2 separate regions of the Sus scrofa genome follow, and region 2 is linked to region 1. The links are chromatin contacts, called in public Hi-C maps. All regions are on one chromosome and are shown on one strand. The core of a region is the stretch at or near the end of the contact, and the rest is flanking DNA. Distances in the headings are between cores, read along the strand shown.

Evidence for each region. A called contact is a pair of places that touch in the nucleus more often than the background predicts.
Region 2: a Hi-C map of liver shows a contact between it and region 1, with 5 times the contacts expected there. The contact joins the promoter of OTUD7B here to the promoter of PRPF3 in region 1. A contact is called at or near these places in 1 of 5 promoter capture datasets (fetal liver), 1 of 47 Hi-C or Micro-C datasets (liver) and 1 of 2 datasets of contacts at active chromatin or transcription factors (skeletal muscle).

What each region holds. Positions count from the first base shown.
Region 1 is chr4:98,768,194-98,775,125 of Sscrofa11.1, reverse strand. It overlaps PRPF3 (pre-mRNA processing factor 3), which reads left to right and starts at 3,495. Exons shown (of 16, transcript NM_001135965.1): 1 at 3,495-3,521; 2 at 6,725-6,914. The coding sequence starts at 6,770. LOC110260326 (a long non-coding RNA gene) reads right to left here and starts at 3,353. Exons shown (of 2, transcript XR_002343444.1): 1 at 3,121-3,353; 2 at 2,332-2,583.
Region 2 is chr4:99,052,252-99,058,576 of Sscrofa11.1, reverse strand. It overlaps OTUD7B (OTU domain-containing protein 7B), which reads right to left and starts at 4,151. Exons shown (of 12, transcript XM_001925669.7): 1 at 3,837-4,151.

The DNA of each region.
Region 1 (6,932 bases), core at 2,246-4,745:
AACCTCATGGTTCCTAGTCGGATTCGTTAACCACTGCGCCACGATGGGAACTCCGCAACACTGGATCCTTTAACCCACTGTGCTGGGCCCAGGATCAAACCTACACCTTCACAGCGATCCAAGCTGCCGCAGTTGGATTCTTAATCCACTGTGCCACAGCAGAATTCCATAGTAGTTTATTTCTCTGTAAGTTGTGATTTATTACTATTGTGTCTTTCTCCCTCCATTAGATTTTTAATTACCTGGAGGTTGGGACTTTTTTGTCTATTCTACTTTCTATTTGTCTATTTTAGACACCTCATATAAATGGAATCATACAATATTTGCCTTTTTGTGTCTGGCTTACTTAACCTAGCTTTTTTTTTTTTTGTCTTTTTAGGGCCACACCCATAGCGTGTGGAAGATCCCAGGCTAGGGGTAGAATTGGAACTGTAGCTGCCGGCTTATACCACAGCCACAACAATGCCAAATCCAAGCCACGTCCGCGACCTACACCACAACTTACAGCAACACCGGATCCTTACCCCACTGAGCAAGGCCAGGGATCGAACCCCAGTCCTCACAGATACTAGTTGGGTTTTTTAACCACTGAGCCACAATAAGAACTCCAAACCTAGCATATTTTTAAGGTTTATTCGTGTACCATGTATCAGAAATTTATTCCTTTTTTATGAATGAATAATATTCCATTGTATGTGTATACTGCATTTTGGTTATTCATCTGTCAGTGAACACATAGGTTGCTTCAATCTTTTCACTACTCTGAATAATGCTGCTATGAACATGGGTGTACAAATCTTTGAGACTCTGCTTTGGTTTTGGAGGTATATACTGAGAGGAGAATTGCTGGGCCATAGAGTCATTCTACTTTTAATTGTTTGATAAACCACCATGCTGTTTTCTACAGTGGTTGTACCATTTTACATTCCCACTAACAGTGCACAGAGTTCCAGTTTCTCCAGATCCTTGCCAATACTTGTTATTCTCTGGGCTTTTTTTTGTTTGTTTGTTTGTTTTGTTTTTTAGGGCTGCACCTTTGGCATATGTAAGTTCCCAGGCTAGGGGCTGAATCAGAACTGCAGCTGCTGGTCTATACCACAGCCACAGCAATGCCAGATCTGAGCCACATCTGTGATCCACACCACAGCTCATGGCAACACCAGATCCTTGGCCCACTGAGTGAGGCCAGGGATCAAACCTGCAGTTGGCAGATGCAGCTCAGATCTGGTGTTGCTGTGGCTGTGGTGTAGGCCAGCAGCAGCAGATGCAGCAAGGGGTTGAATCAGAGCTGTAGCTGCCAGCCTATGCTACAGCCACAGCAATGCCAGATCTAAGCTGTGTCTGTGACCTACACAGCTCATGGCAGTGCCAGATTCTTAACCCACTGAGTGAGGCCAGGGGTTGAAACTGCATCCTCAGTAGTTGGGTTCATTACCACTGAGCCACCACGGGAACTCCAAAGATGTGGTTCTTTAATTCAACAAATATTTAACTGTGCTAGGTGCTACTGCAGACATTTAAGATCTATCAGTGAACAGTAATTCCTGCCTTTATGGAGCTGACATTCTAGTAGAGAGAGTCAGATGATAAGCAATAAATATAATAAGTAAATTATCTAGGACTAATACTGTGATAAGTATTATGGAAAAAGAAAAAAAGAGAAAAAATTGGTCTGATTAACTATGACAAGCAGCCTTCAAAATTAAGTAGAGAGGTTGGGAAAGGCTTCTCTAAGATTTTGAATAAAAATCCAAAGGAGTGAGGGAACCAACCATGCAGCTATTTGAATGATAAGTAATTCAGGCAGAAAGCAACAAGTGCAAAGGCCTTGTATACTTGGCATGTTCAAGGAACAACAAGGGGTCAGGATTCTGTAGCTGTGGAGCTGAATGAGTAAAGGAAAGAGCAGTAGATGAGATTACAGGAGTTCCCTCGTGGCCTAGTGGTTAAGGATCCGGTATTGTCACTGCTGTGCTGTGAGTTCAATCCCTGACCCAGGAACTTCTACATGCCTCGGGTACAACAACAACAACAAAAAACAAGTGAGATCACAGAAGTAATGGAGTGTAGGGCATTTTTCACTAAGTAATATGGAAAGCCATGGAGTTCCTGGGCCAACTGCAGCCTAACACCAGGTCCTTAACCCACTGTGCCAGGCCAGGGATCAAACTTGCATCCCAACACTGCAGAGATGCTGTGATCCTGTTGGGCCACAGTGGGAACTTCATGAGTTTAGCTTTATATAAGTTCTTTACTGAGGGAGACACAGGTTTAAGAAGCACTTGAATCGTGTTCTGCTGGACTACAAAATTGGGGAGGCTTACAAGCTTACAGGTAGTTAAATAAGTTGTTTATTAAAAATTATAATTGGAGGAATTATAATTGGGGTTAAGAACTAGTATCCACGAGGATGTGGGTTTGATCCCACATCAAACTGGCCTTGCTCAGTGGGTTAAGGATCCAGTGTTGCAGCAAGCTGCAGTGTAGAACACAGGTGCGGCTCAGATCCAGTGTGGCTGTGGCTGTGGCACAGACCAGCAGGTGCAGCTCCGATTCAACCTCTAGACCAGCAACTTCTGTATTCTGCAAGTTAGGCCGTAAAAAGGAAGAAAAAAAAAGAAAAGAATTATAATTGGAGCTGGCAAGAAGTAAAGGTGCTTGTTAGGTAAGGATTAGTTGAGGACCAAAATGGTTGATTAGGAATTCCTGTCCTGGCTCAGCGAGTAAAGAACCCCACTAGTATCCATGAGAACACAGGTTCCATCCCTGGCCTTGCCCAGTGGATTAAGGAGCCAGTGTTGCCCTGAGCTGTGGTGTAGGTCACAGTCCTAGCTCTGATTCTGCGTGGCTGTGGCATAGGCCAGAAGCTGCAGCTCTGATTCAACCCCTAACCCGAATTTATATATGCTGCAGGTGGGGCCTAAAAAGTACTAGACTGCCAGCAATTATTTGTTTTGCGAATGAATGGAAGAAAGAAACAAAGGTGTGTGAGAGGGTACTATCTTCAGACTCCTCCCACACTAGTCGGTTTTCTGGGTCTCTTGGCACCACTGTTAAGGACAAAGGCTAAGGAGAGAGTGGTTAATACTAACGATCACTACTCTGAAGTTTACTTCCTACCAGAAAGTCCAGGTTTAGCCCAAACGCAGAAGCTCTGCTTTTAGTTCTAGCCATAGCCTTAGCGCACTTATTCTCCACGGGAATACTACAAGCAGCTCAATTTATGCTTCAGGTAACATTAATTTTGCGCTAATGTAGTTAACAGGTTTAGCACGGGGAACCGAAGGAGCCAAGTAGCTTGCCGGGGGAAATCGTTACGGCTCCGCCACGCATGCGCTCCGCCGCGGAAAAGTAGCTACTACGGCTGCGCGAACCGGGGCCCCGCCCTCTTTCGTCACAAGTTGTGGGACCGTGGCGAGGCAGCAGCCGTGGCGGTAGCGACGGCAGGCCGTAGGGCGGTCGGAGGGTTTCCGGTTCCGGTGTAACGTTCGGGCTCCGTCTCAGGGGCTGAAGTTTGTGAGGTGAGTAGTGGCCCCGGGCCCAGAGAGGGTATGCTCGGGTCCTAGCGGCTGGGGCTAAGTTTCAGTCCAAAGGGAGGACCGAGGCGGGAGGTTCAACAGAAAGGAGGCTGAGGAAAGAACCAGGTTCTGTGCGAGAACGGGTTGGAATGAGATTGTTGAGAGGAAAAGGGCGGGGGCGGGAAAGGGACAGGGTGAGGAGACTACCTCTGAGATGAGTTTGGGTAGAACAAGGTGGGGAAAGGGTCCGGTCAGAGAGATGGAGAGAGCAAAAAGCAAAGGATAGGGTTTAAGGGAGGAAATTCGACTTGTAGCAAAGAAGAGCACGAAGTAAGGAATTCCTTCAGAAGATTAGATTCTGCTACCTGCTCATTGAGATCATTCTGCCTTCCTCTCTCTCCCTCCACACCGTAACCACCCCCACCCCGCCCCACGCAGTTATTGTTGAACGTCTGATTAATGACAAAGCTAGTTACTATTTGGAAGTTTGATTTTTGCCCACTGACTGTTTAGTCTGCACGTTATATTATGGAGGGAATGGGTTGAAATTGAGTACATAAGTATAGTGCTTGGGCATACGGTTCGTTTATAGAGTGGTACCCCGTTTATTGCTTTGGATTTTCAAACGGCTTAAACTTTCTAATCTATGATTCAGTTCTAGTGGAATATAAGCCCTCTAAGGTGAGGATTCTTGTCTCTTTTGTTCACTGTTGTATGTATCCTTGGCAGTATCCCACTACATTAACACTTAGTTGTTGTGCAGTAAATACTTACTGAATGAATTAAGTGCCAGATAGCTATGGCAGTTGTCCTCCTTTTGTAAGATGAATGAACTGAGGCTCAGAGGAATTGCTTGACAGAAGGTTAGTAAATGGAAGAGCTCTTTCTTCACTCCCTATGTTGTCTGAATACCCTTCTTTTGAGCATTGAACAGTTAGCATGTTGAAATTGATAAGCTATAGTGCTGTCTCATGATGGGTAAATAGAGCCATCATAGATTTATTATATAACATGTCAGTAAGACACAAAATCTTTTACTCCTAGTTTCATGACTTCACTAGCTTCATATGGTTATACCAAAATTAAATACACTGTTTAGCAACAGGTCTTATAGAGGATAAACCTACCAAGAATGCAGAAGTTAATTAGACTGTACCGGAGTTCTTGTCGTGGCTCAGTGGTTAACGAATCCGACTAGGAACCATGAGGTTGTGGGTTCGATCCCTGGCCTTGCTCAGTGGGTTGAGGATCCGGCGTTGCCGTGAGCTGTGGTGTAGGTCGCAGACTCGGCTCGGATCCCACGTTGCTGTGGCTCTAGCGTAGGCCGGCGGGTACAGCTCCGATTAGATCCCTAGCCTGGGAACCTCCATATGCCGTGGGAGCGGCCCAAGGGGGGCAAAAAAAGTTTTAAGATATCTTTTCTCCTAAAAGGTACAGTGTAATTTTTTTTTCTTCTTTCTGGATATCTTTTCTCCTAAAAGGTACAGTGTAATTTTTTTTTCTTCTTTCTGCCATTTCTTGGGCTGCATATGGAGGTTCCCAGGCTAGGGGTCTAATCGGAGCTGTACCCGCCGGCCTACGCCAGAGCCACAGCAACGTCGGATCCTCAACCCACTGAGCATGGCCAGGGATCGAACCCACAACCTCATGGTTCCTAGTCGGATTCGTTAACCACTATCCTATGACAGGAACTCCATCTTAAAACATCTTGAAGCGTTCTTTTGTAGCTCAGTGGGTTAAGAATCCAGTGTTGTCACTGCAGCAGCTTGAGATGCTTCTGTGTCGTCCACGTTCCATCCCTGGCCCCAGAACGTACAGTAGCAAAAAAAAAAAAAAAAAAGGAAGAAGAAGAATCGTATTAATTTGCATTTAAAGATTGTTCTAGAGAGTCTTTTATGATGGTGTTTTCTCTGTTAAGCTAAACAGGAGAAAAATAGAAGTGGAAAGAGAGTACATCCAAAATGAAAGTAATCTTTTCTGAACTGAGAGAATATTTATGACAGAGGCCCTGTAGAACATAAGAGAAAAATATCTGAGTACAGAATTCCCACTAGGATGAATGTGACTACAGAGAATTGTGAGAGCGAGTTCCTATTGTGGTTCAGTGGTAACAAACCTGACTAGTCACCATGAGGATTCGGGTTTGATCCTTGGTCCCCTCAGTGGGTTAAAGGATCCGGCTTTGCTGTGAGCTGTGATATAGCTCATGGACAAGGCTCAGATCCTCTGTGGCTGTGGCTGTGGCCAGCAGCCACAGCTCGTTTGGACCCCTAGCCTGAGAACTTCTGAAGATGTAGCCCTAAAAAGACAAAAAAAAAAAAAAAAAAAAAAAAATTGACAAAAACAGCCTTAAGGATTATGAGCTTTAGTATAGGATGACTGATGTGGATAAAGCCTCCCTTATTTGCATGCCTTAAAGAAGGCCTGGGTTGGAGTTCACAATGTGGTGCAATGGGTTAAGGATCTGGCCATGCCACAGCTTTGGCTCGGCTTCGTTCCCTGGCCCGGGAACTTCCATATGCCATGGGTGCTGCCAAAAAAAAAAAAAAAAAGAAGAACGGCTGGGTTGAGGAATACCTGCCTGGAAATAAGAATAGAAAAGCTGACCTCTAAGTGGACTTTATATAAATATTTGCAATCCTTGAATATGACAGAATCAAAAAAGAAGCTGGAACTCATTTCTTAGACTAGGTTAAATTCAGGGTTTGTTTATTCCACAGATTTCATTGATCCACTGATACTTTCTGAGTTAGGTTTAAAAATCAAACAGAATGGGAATTCCTGTTGTGGCTCAGTAGGTTAAGGACCTGACATCTCTGTGAGGATGTGCGTTTGACCACTGGCCTCACTCAGTGGGTTAAGGATCCCATGGTGCCACAAGCTGCAGCACAGGTCACAGATGCATCGCAGATCCATGATGCCATGGCTATGGCCTAGGCCTGTGGCTGCAGCTCCAGTTCAGCCCCTAACTTGGGAACTTCCATATGCTGTATGTGCGGTTGTTAAAAAAAAACAAATGGAATGTGTTCTTTCTGTTTTGAAGTATGGGTTGTAGGAAGAGTATTTGGCTTGAAATGAAGTAGAAGAATTTACCTAAGGATTAAGAATAGGGCTGGGGAAAGCATTCCTGATGTGCTCACCATTGCCTGGAATCATTTTGGTCTTTTCCTATCCTCTAACTTAACTCTTTACTGGTTTCTTTTTAGGTCCAGTATTGAATCCTTTTTGAGCCAACCTCCTTTTCCTGAAGAATGGCACTGTCTAAGAGGGAGCTGGATGAATTGAAACCATGGATAGAGAAGACAGTGAAGAGGGTGCTGGGTTTCTCAGAGCCCACAGTGGTCACAGCAGCACTGAACTGTGTGGGGAAGGGCATGGACAAGAAGAAGGCAGCTGGTATGTACCTTTCTGAAT
Region 2 (6,325 bases), core at 2,902-5,401, 280 kb before region 1:
AAAAAAAATAAAAATAATGCATTTTCAAACCAAGAAATTTCTTAAGTCCTGAATCACCTAAACTAGTGCTCCCTACAATAGCAGAGATAACTGAAAGTTAAGTGCACTTGAAACATGACACTGTCCTTACCAAAAGCTCTTAAAGAGAATCCTGCCATAGTCTTGTGACATCCCCACAGGTTGGTACAATGTGAGACAGGCACAAGCAGAGCTCAGCATAGTCAGTAAGGTGTGTGAATACAAAAACTTCTACAGGGAATCATATGTCTCCTGGCTGATCCCTTTAGGCCAGGATGGCCTAGAAGAAAAACAGGACAGTCACAATGTACTGGTGCCTGCATGACTCCTTGTCCCTGAGTTCCTGGACCAGAGGGCTCAATACTTCTTATTAAATCTATTCTTTGTTTAAGGACCTACAATGACTCTATTGACCCGTTCATCAACACCCAACAGAGTCTGGCGTCTGATTTCCCTCCACCCTTTTGCCTGCTCTACCCATGACTTGATCAACCCACATTCTCTCCAGTCATTCCCATTTATTCTCCCCACAAACACAACTTAGTCATTCATACCATCATTTCACACTGTACATTCTATATTCCCAGAAGATCTTTTATTTCCTTTTACTCCTAACACAGAATAACTATTTCATTTACTTGAATGTTCACACATATTATATAGATAAAGATGGAGAAGTAAATTGTCCAAGGTCACTTTAGTAAAAAACAGAACCACAACTTGAACTAAGGTCCATCTAACTCCATAGCCCATGTCTCATAATGAATCTAATCCATAGCCTCCTAAATCCATTTCATATCTGACTGACTCAGAAATTTTACCTAATTTACCTCATTCTTACTTTGTTACTTCAAGGTTTCTAGTCTTTATACTTCATCTGTAGCAGGTTAAACTTGGTTTTGTTTATGTTTTTCCCTAAATGTTAAAGCTTATAATAATAGCCTGCCTTCCCAGTTACATACTGCCTTCCCCAACACCACCTTTGTCCCAAGGGCAAGAACACCTGTTTTTAGATCATTTATATCTCCCCAAAGCCTGTTACCAGAGCTTGGAGACTGCCTTATCCAGAGGAGTGTTCAATCATTATTTGGTAAGGATTTATTAATATTAATAGATGATTTATCATATTTAAAAAACCCCAATTCAGGCATTCATAATAAAATTGTCCTGCATCTACATTCCAGTTATATAGATTTTAATTATCTGCTTTATCAGGGGCTGTTAAGAAGATTCCACAGTCTGCCATTCCACAACTCCTAAGTATGCATAGGAAAGATACTGCTGAAGTCACACTTCAAAGCATTGTTTCACGATTTTTCCCTTGATGGGATCAACGTCTGGGGTAAGGAGAAGGGGTGCTCCCTTATAATGTCCTCTGTCAGCATACTTAGCATGCTTGAGACATTCAGCTCTAAAACTTTAACAAGTGGCACTTAGTGTCCCCATAATAACCAGAAAACTTATTTTTAATACAGAGTTCTTCCATCATAATTCACTTGGTTACATATGTTGAATCTCAAAATCCCAAACTAAGCTTTCTGAGAACTGGAACTAGTGGTGGGTTATTGGGCTGCCCTACACTTATTCTTAGATTTTATTCACTCCTTCAATTCCCATACCCACCCCCAACCCCTGGAATAACATACGTAGTTCAACTAGGGAAAGTTGCTAAATACAAATATAAACAGAATTTGCTAGATATCATCACTAATATTGGCACCAACCAACTCACAAATTAAAATAATTATCGACAGTCAACAGACTCTGGGATCCCAAAAGAAAAAGATTAAGGAAATAAAGCTTCAGGAGAATTTCCAAGCTGCTGGCAACATAACTACACCAAAGTCCAACTAACATTTAACATTCATTACTGGTCAGCCTGCCTTATACAAGTCAGTAGACAGTCCTTTCTTTGGCAAAGGTTTACTTTTTTTTTTCCCCACAAGGGAGTCTTTGGCATTAAATGAAAGGGATAAGTCAAAGCAAGCATCAACAACAACAAAAATAGTAGGAGTTTGGAAACTATCTTCCTTCCATCTTTCCTTCCTGCTTGAATACGTAATGTCCAAAGTGTGTATCTGTTCAGTTCTAAATTATTCATGTTAACGGATGATTATCGGTAGAAAGGTGCTGATAATCCAAATGGAAAAAAAAAATCAAAAAATAGTCTATTTCAGTTTTGGAATATCTTTTCAGCATATTTATCTTCTCAATTATTCCTAGTATGAGCTAATATTTGTATTCATTTGTAATCTCTAAGTACATAGTAACTGGCCACTAACTCAGGGAGGTGCTCCAAAGCATGCTGGGTAGCTAGTGGAAATTAGAACAGACTGGCATTCGGCTTCCAGATGAGCAACACCATTTCATTTATTTTACAGTACTGTTCAGCTTTCAAAATATCAACAGACTAGCACAGCAGGTTGATTACTAAACTTGAAAAGAAAGGCTCAAAGAACAATGAGGACAAAGAGTATAATTGTTTGCCTATAATGTATTCATTTGTAAATTATGCAAAGCAAATGTTTAATTACTAGTCTCATTCTCCCTAACCACCCAGCGTACGTCCTGTTGTCTTCTCCATCCCATCAGGAATACAATCCCATTTACTGGGAAGGAAATTTTCTGGTTTTTAGATTAGCTACCTTTTTGGACTAGCCTTACCACTACCTCTTCTCTCTACTTTGTCCTTTCTCACTTTAGAAATAGGTTGAAAGACAAAGGGCGCCAGCGTCCTCCAAGATCTAAATACAAAGTATGAGAAGCCAAAGACTGAACAATTACCAGCTTCTATATTTTCTAAAAAGTATTTTATGCATATATGTACTAAAACGAAAAGTCCTGCTAATTTTTGTTTTTGCATTCATGAAAACTCCCTGAAGAGCTCGGGAGAATCTCAACATAAAATTTCACCAGTTTCTTTTAACTTAATTTTTATATCTGTACTCTGCCCAGAGAAGCAACCGAAGTTCTAGAGACAGACTACCAAGGCATAGACGGAAAGAGGGGGTTAGAAAAAAAGAGAGAGGGAAAGAAAGAGGGAAAGAGAGAGACTCAGAGCGCTGTTCCTTGTGAGCCGACAAGCTAAAAATACGCCGGCCCAGTAAACAAATCCCATTCCATCCCGACCAGAGCCACACCGTTAACCTAGTAATTATGAGAAGAGGAGTGAGATCACGCAGCCCCCGGCTTACTCATCATCAGCTTCTAAAGTTTCCATCGGGCTCACAGCAACTTTTCTTTTTTCTAAAGTTCATAAGCCTACCGTAGAATCAGTCATTCTCCCTCCCTCCCTCTCACACTCACACACACACACACACACACACACACACACACTTCTTTTTCGCTCCCTTCCTCCATTACTGGACGCACCTCAGTTTGGCTATCCTTAAGGGAGAACAAGCTTGTTTTCATTCTACTTTTATATTGAGACTTTAAAATGAACTTTATCCTACTATGAGAGTAGTAGCCTGCACTCCTAACCACCTTAAAAGTCCACCATCCCTCTCCGAAAGTCTAGCTGATAAGGGAGGACCGTCCGAACTGCCCAGCAGTTGAGGAAGGGAGGCCAAGAATGGGGAAGGAGGGCTGGATCGCGGGACGCAGGTGAAAGGGAGGAGTAACGAGGGAAAGGTTGGGACGAAGCAAGGCACAGTAAGGGCGAGGAGGGGGTGCCGAGAGGAGAAGGCTCTGGGTGAAATATAATCAGAAAGGAGAAGAGGGACCGTGGCGATCAGAGGGTCAGAGTTTGGGAGTCTGAAGAGGCGGGAGGGGCGGGGGCAGACGGGGGAGGGTGACAGGGAGGGGGGCTCCGTTACCCTCGCGACTCCCGGGGCAAGGCCCTAGGCCGGGGCGGAGCGCGGGGCCCGGCTGCCTCTCCTCATTCCACGGCAGTGACCCCGGGGTCCGGCCGGCCCCTCCCCCGACGACGATGGAGTCGGAGGCGGCGGCGGAGAATGCGACCGCGGTTGTTGCTCCGCACAGGATCAGGAGCTGGAGCCAGACGGGACTGATCCGGACTGGCCTCCCCCAGTGGCTTTTTGCCTGCTCCACACTCGGTCGCCACTCTGACTCCGGCGGCTGGTTCAGGATCGTTGGTTTTCGGCCGTCCGGCCGGAAACAAACGCCGGTTTCCGGCCGGAGCGGGTTGGTGGTGACACCCAAGCGGCCCCGGGCCTCCTGCGCCCCGCCTCGCCCCGCCCGGCCCCGCCCCTTGGGAGCCCCGCCCTTAGCGCCGCTCCCTCGGCCTAGGCCAGTTTGGCGCTTGCCCGGAGCGTGACCCCGTGTTTTCCTGGCGCGTGTTCCCAAAGCCCCTGGTCTGCAGAGTTCTTGAACCAGAGCTGGAGAGGTACAGGGTATACCCTCGAGACTTTGAGGTGGAGTCGTTTGGACACAGCCCTTTGGGAAGCAGAGAGAGGAGGGGTAGTTCTAGGAAGGTGAGAGGGATGAGAATACTTTAGAAAGAGAAGACTGAAATTCTAGTTACTCTACGCAATCACTCTGGACTGACCAGAGGGAAATGAACAACGCTTCTTCCAGACCCGTCTCCACCCAGTTATGCACGCTTCATCCACTCATGAACTGAACATACCTTTCCCTATAAACACTCAATATTTATTTACTTGCCTAACGAGGATACCCTATTGACATTTCTGCCTTAGACTCTTAGCCCAATCAAAACAAGTTATGTAGTGCTTTTTTTGGTAATGCCTTTTAACAGCCTTGCAGCATAGTTCAATTCTCAAATACTAATTGAGTCCCTACTATGTGCAAGGCACTGTGCTCATTGATATTGGGAACACAAAAATGATTGACAAAATCCCAGGCATCAAGGATCTTAACACTTTAGTAAAATGCATCAAACTATTACATAAGGCGGAACTCTTATCAGTGCTGTGTGGGTTATAAAGACCTATGACTGTGAGAACATAACCTTTGCCTGACACACAGCAAACCTCCCATATTTGTTGAATGAATAAAGATTTGAAGAATGTGGACAGTTTCAAGTAAGAAGAGCCATTTCGTTAATACCTCTTTATGACAAACACAAAATGGGACCAGTCCCTGCTATAATCTGACCAAATAAATCCAAAATTTTAATTCATATTCCTAACATTGTGACAACTGGCTTGCATGTTCAAAATGTTTATTATCTAAATTGTGCTCCTTAGGCCTATTTAAAAGCAAATATTATAGTCAACTTTTCTGTCCCCTCATTAGATTCTGAAGTCCTCAGTTTCTAAAGGGAAGCCGTTTAGAATTACCCAGCTCAAGATAGAAAATTGACATCTGAAACAGGAAACTTCCTAGACAGCTATGTCTCTTGGGAATATCCTGAGTTTAGAGGTAAGGATTTAGGGCTGGGCCTAGGGTCATACCAAGGCCCAGCAGGAAAGAGTGCCTTGCATGAAGCATGCCCAGGAAGCATGCTCTGGGTTGGCAGGCAGAGCCATTTGGTCTGGGCTTCAAGTATATGGGAACTACAAATTTTAGGTATTGTTCAGTGGCAAATTTGAGGAGGAGTAGAATGAGGCTTGATCACCTAAATTAATTGTCACCAAACTCTGTTGATCACTTCCACCCCTTGCCAGCTAAGTCTGAGGTGAGAGGAAAAGCCCACAGGTAAGGAGCCTCAAAAATCCAAAGCTGGAGTTCCTGCTGTGGCGCAGTGGATTAAGAACCTGACTGCAATGGTTCAGATCGGCGTAGAAGTATGGGTTTGATCCCTGGCCCTGTGCAGTGCGTTAAAGGATCCAGCTCAAATTCAGTCCCTGGCCCGGGAACTCCCATATGCCACAGGTGTGGACATTGAAGAAAAAAAAAGAAATCTAAAACTGTCTTGTTTCACCAAGGCTGTCCCAGGACCAGGTTATGCCCATCCATTAACTATGTCTTTTTAGTTTTAACTCCACTACTGCAGGCTGATTAGGACCAGGTATGGAGTTCAAAGGCACTCTCCATCCTCAGTACAAGGCAGACTTTTACTTTTGGCAGTGACTACAAAAAGTTTCCAAATTTGAAAGCTGGGCCAAGTTGCCGGTCAAACCCATTTAAGTGACCACACTTTACAGGCTTGCCTGGAAATTTAGGGGCCAGGAAGTGATGGGGTTGCAGTTGCTTTGTGCCTGTTTCTTGCTCTGCCCATCCATCACTCATTGTTGTTTGTGCAGTTGCTCAATGGGCTGCTTGTTTTGGGTCAGCGCAGGCTGTGTGGGTAGCAGTGTGGTCAGCTGGGCTGGGAGCCAGGCCACCTGGGTTCTGGTCCCAGCTCAGCCAGCTCCTAATCCATTAAGTGACTCCCTATTCC